2 separate regions of the Mus musculus genome follow, and region 1 is linked to region 2. Evidence: chromatin contacts called from public promoter capture Hi-C data. All regions are on one chromosome and are shown on one strand. Each heading gives the region's core, a stretch centred on a gene start, on an enhancer-like site or on the middle of the called end of the contact. The rest is flanking DNA. Distances are from core to core; before and after follow the strand shown.

The links. Promoter capture Hi-C pulls out the DNA fragments that hold promoters and counts their contacts.
Region 1: a contact with region 2 is called in a promoter capture Hi-C map of the 3T3-L1 cell line, with 3 times the contacts expected there. The contact joins two enhancer-like sites. A contact is called at or near these places in 8 of 39 promoter capture datasets (the 3T3-L1 cell line, the C10 cell line, cranial neural crest and 4 more), 1 of 484 Hi-C or Micro-C datasets (the G1E-ER4 cell line) and 1 of 115 datasets of contacts at active chromatin or transcription factors (astrocytes).

The regions. Positions count from the first base shown.
Region 1 is chr2:93,783,509-93,788,936 of GRCm38.p6, forward strand. All of the region lies in intron 7 of Ext2 (exostosin glycosyltransferase 2), which reads right to left. Among named protein-coding and RNA genes, the nearest start is that of Ext2, 36 kb to the right of the region's middle. Within about 2 kb of position 2,068, at least 39 of the 459 cell types and tissues checked have an H3K27ac peak or open chromatin away from gene starts, as enhancers often do.
Region 2 is chr2:93,562,506-93,567,824 of GRCm38.p6, forward strand. No RefSeq gene overlaps it. Among named protein-coding and RNA genes, the nearest start is that of Gm33061, 15 kb to the right of the region's middle. Within about 2 kb of position 3,421, at least 7 of the 459 cell types and tissues checked have an H3K27ac peak or open chromatin away from gene starts, as enhancers often do.

The sequences.
Region 1 (5,428 bases), core at 818-3,317, 220 kb after region 2:
ATATTTGTATGAGAGTATGTGTAATTCCAAAAGTATAATGTACCAATTTACTTATCATATATGCATGTGCATGTTGAGTATATGTGAAGTTCCAAGGTTATAATTCATGTGTTTACTGAGTGTATGTGTGTGTGTGTACATGTGTATAACACTGATACCATTTGGAGGTCAGAGGACAACATGCAGGAATTGGTGCCTTCCTCCTCCTCATGGATTCTAGGGATTGCACTAAGGTTGTCAGGTTTGCACACAAGCTCCTTTGCCTCTGTGCCATCTCAGGCTCTCGCTTGTGTAAAAAATAAATTCTCCATTTCACAGCTGGGGAGAGGGGTGAGAATTACATGAATTACAGCACTGACCCCAGAAATTTGCAATGACACCCTTTCTTCCTAATGTATTTCCAGGACTGTCCAGCTTGAAATATCTCAAGCAACCTCTTTGGAGAGGAGGCTAGGTGAGGTGATGGGAAGTCAGCCTGAGTGGCTGGGAATGCGACCTGACTTCATCCACAGCCCAGGCCAAATGGCCCTGGGGTCTGAGCGCATTTGTGGCAGAACAGTGTATGCCCTGCCTGCCTTGGCTGTGTAGTCTTTGGAAGATTAGTGCACGTAAAAGCTGACTCTTCCAACAGTCGATCTCCCTCCTGTAGAAAGAATCTGCTTTGTAAACTGGGGTATGCTGGGTAGGGATAATGGGCAGACTGCCAGACAACCTTAGGGACAAGACAGGCCAGCAGCACAAGGGATCCCTGGATAACACAGAGCTGGGTGGCTGAGGAGCTAGACACATGAGGGACTTGCAGAACACTTTCAAACCTGAAAGCCTAAGGGGCTGGAACAACGGCCCAGGCCCAGCAGTTAATTCCCTGCACCCACAAGGTGGCTCACAACTGTCTGTAGCTCCGTTTCTCGGGGACCTGGCATCCTCCTCTAATCTCCATGGGCCAGGCACTGGGGTGGCACACTGACAAAATATGCGAGCAAACACTCCCATGCACAAAATAAAAATAAGTAAATCTAAACAAACGAACAAAAAAGAAATATAGACCAAACAGAAAACACTGTTAAGACAAAAATGAACCAATATATTTTTTAATTATATATGTTTACCAGATTAAACTTTAATTTAAGGATTGAGGTTCCCACTAATAACAGCTTTGGAGAGATGGTATATTCGTTGATACTGAGACCGGGAATGCAGGCCATGAAAAACAAAACAAAGGCACTGTGTCCTGAAGAACTGCACCATCTGTGCAGACCCCTGCAGGGAAGGAAGCCTACAACACTTCTGGCTCTGGCTGCTCTGCTGAGAGTTCTGACCCATCTCAGACTCAAATAATTGGTGTGACACTGCCCTCCCTTCAAGGTTGGGGCATCAAAACAGCAGTGGCTATGGAAACCAAATCCTGGAATTCAATGCATGGAGATTCTGTATAAATGAGGCAAACTAGAGCACCCTCGAGTTGCTCGCCCACACATGAAGCATGTGGGCACAGGCACAGACGGGCACAGCTCTGTCTGGGTGCTGCACCCTTGGGCTTACTTGCTAAGCAGTGGCCTGTCCATCCCCTACTCAGATGCCACCATCCCCAAGGCTCCCCTGCTGCATACAGATGTGGCATATCTCCTAGGCAACCACAAACTACAGTGAGATGCAACAGAGCAGAGACTCGCTGCTTCGGTTTTCCTGAGTGCTGGCGACCTGAGAGAAGACAAGATGGTCAAGCCCTGCCGCCTCGAAGGCCTCTGGTCAGCTGAGTACAAAGGCGAGTTCAAAGGCGAGGCAGGCTCCTGACTTCCACCTCCTAGTGTTGCTAGGGTTAGAGGTCACCGCTTGTGGAGCCACTGAGCAATAAAACAGTATTGGGAACTCTGCTCGACAGATAAATCAGGGGTCCACTTACACCTTTCCCCCTTCACATAAACATTTCTAAGCAGCCAGTCCAGCGTCTCCCCAGCCTTCGGAGACAGGAGACTGCATGCTTTCTCTGGTGACTCCAGGGAGGCTGGGATATGAAAGTGCCATTTGACTGTAGAGAGACACTTAGCTGCAAACTTCCTCCTGCCTTTAACATAACAAAGCTCATCTTTAAGACCTACTGGGAAGGCTGCCTCCCAGCCAACCTGCCTGGCAACTGCTCCTGAGTCTGTTTGAGCTTAGTGTATTCTAGAACTTGAACACCATCTTCCCAACCAGCTCTGTGGGTAAACTGCACCCCAAGATGACTTTTGCCCTTGTAACTAGGCACAAAGCCTTACTATGGCCCATAACCCCCCCCAAAAAAAACAATTAGGGCTTCAATAAATCAATTAACTAGTTAATTAGCACAGGGTACAATAAAGTTCAAGTGAGAGCCAGCTCCCATCCACTAACTGAAGAGATTGCTTTCAACATCTCTCCTGAAGCCACGCAGGTCACAGCTAGACTTCCCAGTGCTGTGTTGTTCACATTGCTCTCGGGGATTTTTCAGAATTATCTGCCGTGGGGCTTCTCTCTGTTATGGTCTTCTTCATAACAATTGGCTTCCTCATAGCTTTGGCTCAGTTAGGGCAGGAGCTCTGTCCGTAGGTATAGCCGCTCCATAGCCCTCTCCTTTATGCCAACAGTAACGGTTCCGATGATAATGACTATACAACACTCAGATCATAGCCTTTCTTTTATATTTATATTCAGTTAGTTTTAATCCACCTCCCCCTCAGTGAGTGCGTGAATGCATGCGTGTGTGTGTGTGTGTGTGTGTGTGTGTGTGTGTGTGATGGGTGCTGTCCCATGTAGCGCAAATGCCTGCACTGTCACTTGAACAAAATGGTCTCTAGAGAACAGCAGTGAGGACTCTGTCCCTTGAGAAGCAAGCAGTTCCTGGCATTGGGGATTTCTCACAGACTTAAATCCCTGGCAGGAAAATTAGTCACTTAAAAGTAGAGGGAGACCCCTGCTGGCGATAACTGTTCCTGCATCTTGTTAAGCTCTTGCTCTAATTCTCTCAGGATAATGTCAGGCCCTGGTGTCAGTTAATGCTGACCTCTCACCTGGCAGGGAGGTAGGAGGCCCAGTGACTGTTTTCTCCACAAAGCACATGCCTAGATTACAAAGGGACCTGAAGCTGCGCTCCTGCTCCTGGGGAGGAGCCACTGAGATGTATGAGCAGCTTTAACACTGCAGTCAAGGTGACGCTCAACTGACAGGTGTACACAGAAGGCAGCCAAGGTGCCGCTCAACTGACAGGTGTACACAGAAGGCAGTCAAGGTGACGCTCAACTGACAGGTGTACACAGAAGGCAGCCAAGGTGACACTCAACTGACAGGTGTACACAGAAGGCAGCCAAGGTGCCGCTCAACTGACAGGTGTACACAGAAGGCAGCCAAGGTGCCGCTCAACTGACAGGTGTACACAGAAGGCAGCCAAGGTGACACTCAACTGACAGGTGTACACAGAAGGAAGCCAGGGTGACGCTCAACTGACAGGTGTACACAGAAGGCAGCCAAGGTGACACTCAACTGACAGGTGTACACAGAAGGAAGCCAGGGTGACGCTCAACTGACAGGTATACACAGAAGGCGAAGGCAGCGTGTGCAGTTACAGAGCAGTGTACACCTTGGTGAGTCTCCCAAAGACCCAAATGTAAAGGCTTGGTCCTCAGATGGTGGCAGTGGAGAGCACTGTGGCCTTTAAGGGGTGAAGTGCAAGGGGTACTCAGAGAGGGCGTGCCCTGAAAGGATGCTGTGGGGCTCAACACCCCCCCCCCATCTTGCTCTCTCATGACCACTTACCCCATCACATGTCCCTACCATTAACATGGGAGACCAAACCAGTGAGCTGACAGACATTAGACGTGAGCCTCCAAACCTTCTTTCTAAGCTCCAGGACATCTTTATAGTGACATGACACTAATACTCTCCAAACTGAGAGGTGACATATTATCAGTGGAACTAGTGGATCTCAACTAAAGCTGACGTTCTCACTAAGGAGAACTTAGGGCAATGACGAGGGATGCTGGAAGCTTTACCGCTTGCAGGAGGGGCAGGAGGCGCAGGTGCGACTGGTGTGTAGCCAGAGCTCAGTTTTGTCAGCCTTTATATGGAACTGGGAAATTAAGCCAAGCTTGTTACCTGGGACCAGTCCAGCTCAGAAATGGGGTTGGGGGAGGGAGGAGACAAAAGAGGCCACTTGGGGAACACGAGCCCTGAGGAAAGGCAGACAGGCTGATGTTACCCTAGAGCACCTGGGACAGTTGGGGAACAGTCCCAGCTAAATGAACTCTGGGAAGCAGGGGAGGGGTGAGAGAGCAGGCAGAGGAGTCCCAGAGCTGATGTGAGGGGAGGGCCCACCAGCAGAAGTCAGGGCCCTTGTGACTTGAGGTACTCAGAGATGACCTCTTAAATATCAGGGCTGGCTGGGAGGGTACTGCTCCTGCCAGAGACAAGCCTTCCACGGAGTTAAATGGCTGTCTAGAACATGCAGGTGACTCAGCTAAGCCTTCATTCCATAGATGATAAAAGGAAAGCTTAGGCCGCTCCGTGCGGGGATGGTCACACAGTTAGCACGATGGAGCCATGGCTCAGCGCAGTGCTCAAACTCAATAACCAAGGAGCAGCGTGCTTTCTGTGCCCTTCCCCTTCCTTCAGGTCATCTCAGCTGTCCCAGTGATGCCATGCCCACCAGTGACAACCTACTGGAAGCCAGGCTTGTCCCAGGCAGGCAGCTCCCACCCTGATCCTGCCGAGCAACTGCACCACACTGTGGGCTGTCAGGGGGCGCTCTGTTCCAGAACATAAGTGATGCCTCTCAGCATGGGGCTGGCAGGGCAGAGGGGAGACTAGACAGAACGGCTCACCTCCCCAGGCCTAGCTTCTTCCTAACATTCCCATAGAAGAATCTTACGTGAGGTGCAATTTTATTTAGTGGATGATTCTATAATTAACCTAGTAAACGAAGATACCATCAGCTAGGGTGTGGAGGCAATGCTTTCCACCCCAGCACACTGGAGGCAGAAGTGGGTGGATCTCTATGAGGCCAAGGCCAGTCTGGCATAGAGTGAGATTCTATCTAGAAATTAAAAATAAATAATTATTAAAAGAGACAAAAAGAACCAAACACCCAGGTTCTTCAGGGGCAGGTTTTCCCCAGTGCTATGGGTTTACGGTGGAGACCTGACAATCTCCAGACAGATTCTCGGATTCACAAAGCTCCGATGAGATCAACAGCAAGTAGTAACAGGAAGCCCAGAACATCCCAGCAAGCACAAGTGGGCTGTGAGAAGCTACCAGCATCAGGAACCTGCAATCTGTTCTCTACTGGGATGGCACGAAGCTCTTCAGAAGGGCTTTCCAGGGCCCACAGGAAGCAGAGCCTGATCTAAGGGTGCAGGCTGGTATTCCACTCAGGAGACCCAGGCCAATCACTGTGTGAGAAGATACTTAGTGGCAC
Region 2 (5,319 bases), core at 2,171-4,670:
AAGCCACTGCTCAGTCCCTCTGACCTCTCCCTCCTCATGTTTCCTGCCATCCTAGCTCAGTTCAGTCTCTCCTCTCTTCCCTCTGCCTCTCTCAGTGTCTAAGTTGACTAAGCCCTGTTCTCTGCTTCCAGTCTTTCTCTGGCTTCATTTGTCTCTTGGCCTCATTTCCTGCTTCTCAATTTCTCTTTCCTTCCCTCTCTCAAGCTTTCTCTCCCACTGTCTATCTCTCAGTGTTTCAGAACAGCTTCCTGCCTCTAGCATCGGGTGCCTCCCGGCAAACAATCCCAGTACCTACATCATTGTGGTCTCCTGCCTTTATTTAGTTCTGTGCAACTTTTACCGTTTCTCTCAGGCTCTCTCAAACAGCCCATCTCGTTACTTTTCTCTCTTCACCCCGAGCTTTCATTCAAGGTTGTGTCCTCTGGAAGGCTCAGTCCAAGGCCTTTGCAAGCCATCTTCCCCAATCACCACATCCAAGTGACAATGAGCAAGGACTAGCCCGTCCATCCAGCACAGCTCTATGGTCGTGTGCTCGCTCACCTGCTGTGGAGGGCCTTTCACTGAAGGATTCACACGTGGTTCCCTTGTGAGCCCATCATCGGAGGAAACTGAGAATAAGACATACTTAGTTCAAATTTCTGTTTTCAGAAGAGGAAACAGAAGTTCAGAGAGTTGGGTCTTCACAACCCAGGTCATATGGAGCAGTCAAGGTCAGCTGTTTGAATGTAGAGATGTGGGATTGTTTTAGGTCTCTCTATTTTATCTGTAAAATGGGGCTATCAGCTGGGAGGTGGTAGACGGAAGCCTGATCCACCAAGCACAGATGGTTGTCCACAGTAGACACCACGCAGTGGGTACTGGACTCAGCATGCTGCTGCTGTCGCTGGTATCACAGACAATGGTACTAACACTGCCCGTTGACAAGCCTTTTGCAAACAAGTCTCCATCATCTGGCCTGGTAAGAACACGCCATTGAGTCCTCATTCCTGAAGACACCTCTCAGAGTTCCCCTACCCCGCCTTACCATAGCGGCTCTCAGACCAGAGGCCATTTCAAAGGGTTTCCCCATCCTTCCCACCGTGGTCACAATAGTTCGCTCCCCATGGACCCTGAGCCAACAGAAGAAAGCAGCCCAGGCAGGAGATCAAACGTGAGTTCTGTGGAAGACAGAGGAGACAGCATAAGGGGCGAGATGGAGCGGCAAAAATAATGACTCCCGTCCAAGTTGTTTCCCATAAACCCACAGCTCTTTGAAGCCCGCTTTCCTTTAATAAAATGCACTGTTATTAATGACCCAAGTGGAAGCTTTCTGGGCAGGACAATGCTGAAGTCCCTGGTGGCCTCTGTGGGGCCTTGCACATGGGAAAGTGGCCCAGACGATGCCTCCACATGCCAAGGGCCAACAGGCATGTCAAAGGAGTTGGAGGGGCGATCCTGTCTGCACGGATGCTTATGGGTACCACTGGCATCTGGGGCTGCCACGAAGCTCTTGGGCTAATAGGGTCTGGGTTGCTGCTGCTGTCTGTCCTGTTCATGAATTCAAGATGCATTTGCTGAGGGCCTATGTATTTGGGCCCTGTGCAGGGTGCGAAGGGGAAACCACACACTTTCCTGCCCATGGAAGCTGGCAGCTGAACTCGAAATCCTTATTATATTATTTTATTTTATTTCATTTTACTTTATGTGTATGGATGTCCCACCTGAGTGTATATCTGTGTACCACATTCATACCTGAACCCCTCAGATATCAGAGGAGGGCGTTGGATCCCCTGGAGCTAAGGGTATAAATGGTTGTAAGCTACCATGTGGGTGCAGAAAATTGATCCCACATCCCTAGGAAGAGCAGTCAGTACTCTCAACTGCTGAGCTCTTTCTTCAGCCCCTGAGAACTCGTGTGTGTGTATGTGTGTGTGTGTGTGTATGTGTGTTGAGGTAATGCTTGTGTGTGTGTGTACACAGGCATGCAAGGGTATGGAGACCAGGGGTCCACCTTGGGGATTATTCCTCATCTTCACTTTTGAGATGGAGGCTCTCAATGGGGTGCAAGGTTCACTGAGTAGGCTAAACTACATGGCTAGTGATTCCCGGGCGTCCACTTGTCTAAGCTTGTATGCTGCACACTGCTGGGACTGTAAGTGCACAGTGCCACACACAGCTCTTTATGTGATTATTGGAGAGTGCATTTAGGTCCCAGCCTTTGTGCAGCAAGCACTTTATCAACTGAGCCATCTCTCCAGAGTAGAAATCACATCTGAGAAGCAGGAGTTAAGATGCTCAGAGGCCTGGAAGCTCCAGTGTAGGCATTGATACCACTTTTAGCATCCTTGTTACCATAGAGTGCATCTCCTGAACTCCTCCAGGCTGCAGGTCACATACAAGGTCACTTAATACCTGTCTGTGGCTACAACAAACCTTTAGCCGTGATCCCGCTACCCATACCTGCCTGCCTGCAAGTCAGGAGGCTGTCAAATTATGCTTCTCTGCTGCTGGTGTTGGCAGTGGCTTGGGATATGGGTTAAATGACTCCTCTAGGTCACGAGAAGTGTCATATAGGGATAGAATTCAGCCACAAGTCCTAATCCTCATGCTCTGAAGGTAGGGTCTAACACCACCCAGCCTTCCCGCAATTCCTGGAACCAGTTGGGAGCTTCTCTAACATCAGAGGTGCTGAGCACTGGAGGGCAGGCATGATGCTATGGAGGACTCACATTTAAGCTTGGAGAGGACTCTTCTCACTCTCCTCCTCCAAGTTCAGATCTTGAGTAAGCACCTCTCGTCTGAGCTCAAGTGTCCCCTCTGTGGGAGGACAGTGGCAGGCAGAGCTGGCAAGTAGTTGGCTTGTGTAGTTGGGTGGGAGCTGGGAAATCACTTTTGTTTTGTACAAGGCATGTTTATCCCTGTTTATGGGTGAGACACTGGTAGTCCAGAGAGTTGGGTTGTTGGACAAGATCACAGAGCCAGGAGTGCAGCTGCACACGTCTCTGAGTATTAGTTTGTGGGGAGCGGGGGAGGAGGAGAGGAGGAAAAGGGGAGATGGGAGGAAGAGGAAGGAGAAGAGTGAGGAGAAAGAGAGGGAAGCTAGGGGCGGGGAGAGGAGAGAATTTAGTTTCCAGTGGCTGGGTTTCATGCAAATCGCTGGAACTCTCCGCAGAATCAGGGGATTAGACAGTCAGGGTCCACAAAGCCTCAGGGGCTCGGACTCACATCACATCACATGCAAACCTCTCAGTGTGCAAGTAGGGGTTAGTTGCAGGGGCTGTTTGTGAGAGCCTTCTGAGGTGATGGGCTCCAGAGGCACGCAGCATGGACAGCTGGGAGACCTCAGAATTTGCTGTGAACTCTGACTGTGGACGGCTGAGCCTGACTACAGAAGACCCTTTGTCCACTCATTTACACAAAGTATGAAGCTCTTACCTTGTAAGGAGCCAGAGGAAGAGCATGAAGCGGGAGCCCTGCATTCCATCTGGTGAGGGAACTTCCCATATCCACACGATAACTCAGGGACCAGTGGGCTGTTTAAGAGATTCACAAATCATACAGCCTACTTACGTTGCCCTTAGTTACCCTCCAGAGGCAGAAGGTAAGTTCCTGTCTTAGTCTATTACTGTGAAGAGACATCATGACCTCGGCAACTTTTATTAAAAGAAACATTAAACTGTGTTATTATTTACAGTTTCAGAGGTTTAGTTCATTATCATGATGGGGAGTGTTGTGGCATGCAGGCTGACACAGTCTGGAAGAAATACCTGAGAGTTCTATATCTGAATATGAAGGCAGCAGGAAGAGGCAGACAATGGGACTAGCTTGAACTTTTGACACCTTAAATCCCACCCCCAACCCCAGTGACACACTTCCTCCAACAAGGTCATACATACTCCCATAAGGCCACACTTCCTAATTCCTCTCAAATAGTGCCACTCCCTGATGACCAAGCATTCAAATATATGAGCCTATGAGGGCCATTCTTCTTCAGTCTACCACAGTCTCTATTGCTGAGGACACTATACATCTTATAAATAGGTCCCAGAGTCCCCTGAATTGGAAATGACCTGAATGCCCTCGTCCTGAGAGTTAGCTTTCATGAGATCAGAAAGCATCATGCAAGCTTTCAAAGGAGGGAGGCGACCAGCAGCCCCACACAGCTTTGAAACCTATGAAGCGCATCAGTGCGCAGCAGGGCATGGTAACCCTAGGGTACAGTAGTGGCACACATATCTGGGTGGTAACCAGATGCTCTCTCCTTGGACTTAAGACCTGCTTGTTCAACAAGAGGGATATCATGACCAGTACTGGAAACATAGCTAACTACTCCATGCTAGTGAAGTCCTGGTGATTGGAGGAGAATCTGCAACCACTAATTTATTAAACCAGAATATCTCCTAGCGATCATTCATAAACCTTTGTCCTTATACCCATAGGTATGTGTAACCAATAGATAAGGACCACTACCAAAAATACAACCAATGGTGTATCCCAACAGATACATCTACAAGATTCCCCTATACCTAAGATTCAGGGACCATTGTGGAAGAGGGGGGGAGGATCAGAGAGTTTGCTGTGAGATTGTGTCTCCTGGTAACATCAGAATCTCCACCCATCAAGTCTCAACACTATGACTGCCCACATGTGAGCTGAACAAGGAAGACGCCCATGGGCATAGCAGTCTGCACAGGAGAAGATCCCACAAGACCTCAACCTCACACAAAGAAAGAACTACAGGCAACTGAGCAAAGCCAGGATCAGGAGAGATGGCCCTCCCCAGGGAAACACAGCAACTGGCTGTCCAGTACCAAACCCTGTACCAGTACCCCTGAGAAAATACAGACAAATAATGTAAAAGGACTGAACAGGTTATATTTGGGATATGCATGTGTGTGTGTGTGTGTGTGTTCATACACACACATAAATATATGTATGTAATAACAATTGATGACAGAAGGAGACTGGGGAGCCGTATACGGGAGGGCTTCAGAGAAAGAGAGGGAAAGCAGAAAGGTTGTGATTAAGCAATCTCAAAAACAAACAAACAAACAAACAAATGAACAAGGAATAATTCAGGGCCCATATCCTCAACGATTCTTTTCCTCGGGCCTCCTTCCCCTCTCCCTCATGCTTACCCCCATGTGCTTTCTACTTGTGAGCTTTGGGGCAGTGGGAGCTGCTGTCTGTCCCTGACCTTCCTGGTAACAGTAATAATTAGGAACAGCCCAGAGACCTCTCCCCAGCTCCTGCATCCCAAGGGGGCTGGGGCTGGGGGAGGGGCTGGGAGCCATGAGGCTAGAACAAAGGGCTGAAGTGAACAGGCAGAAGATGAAGCAA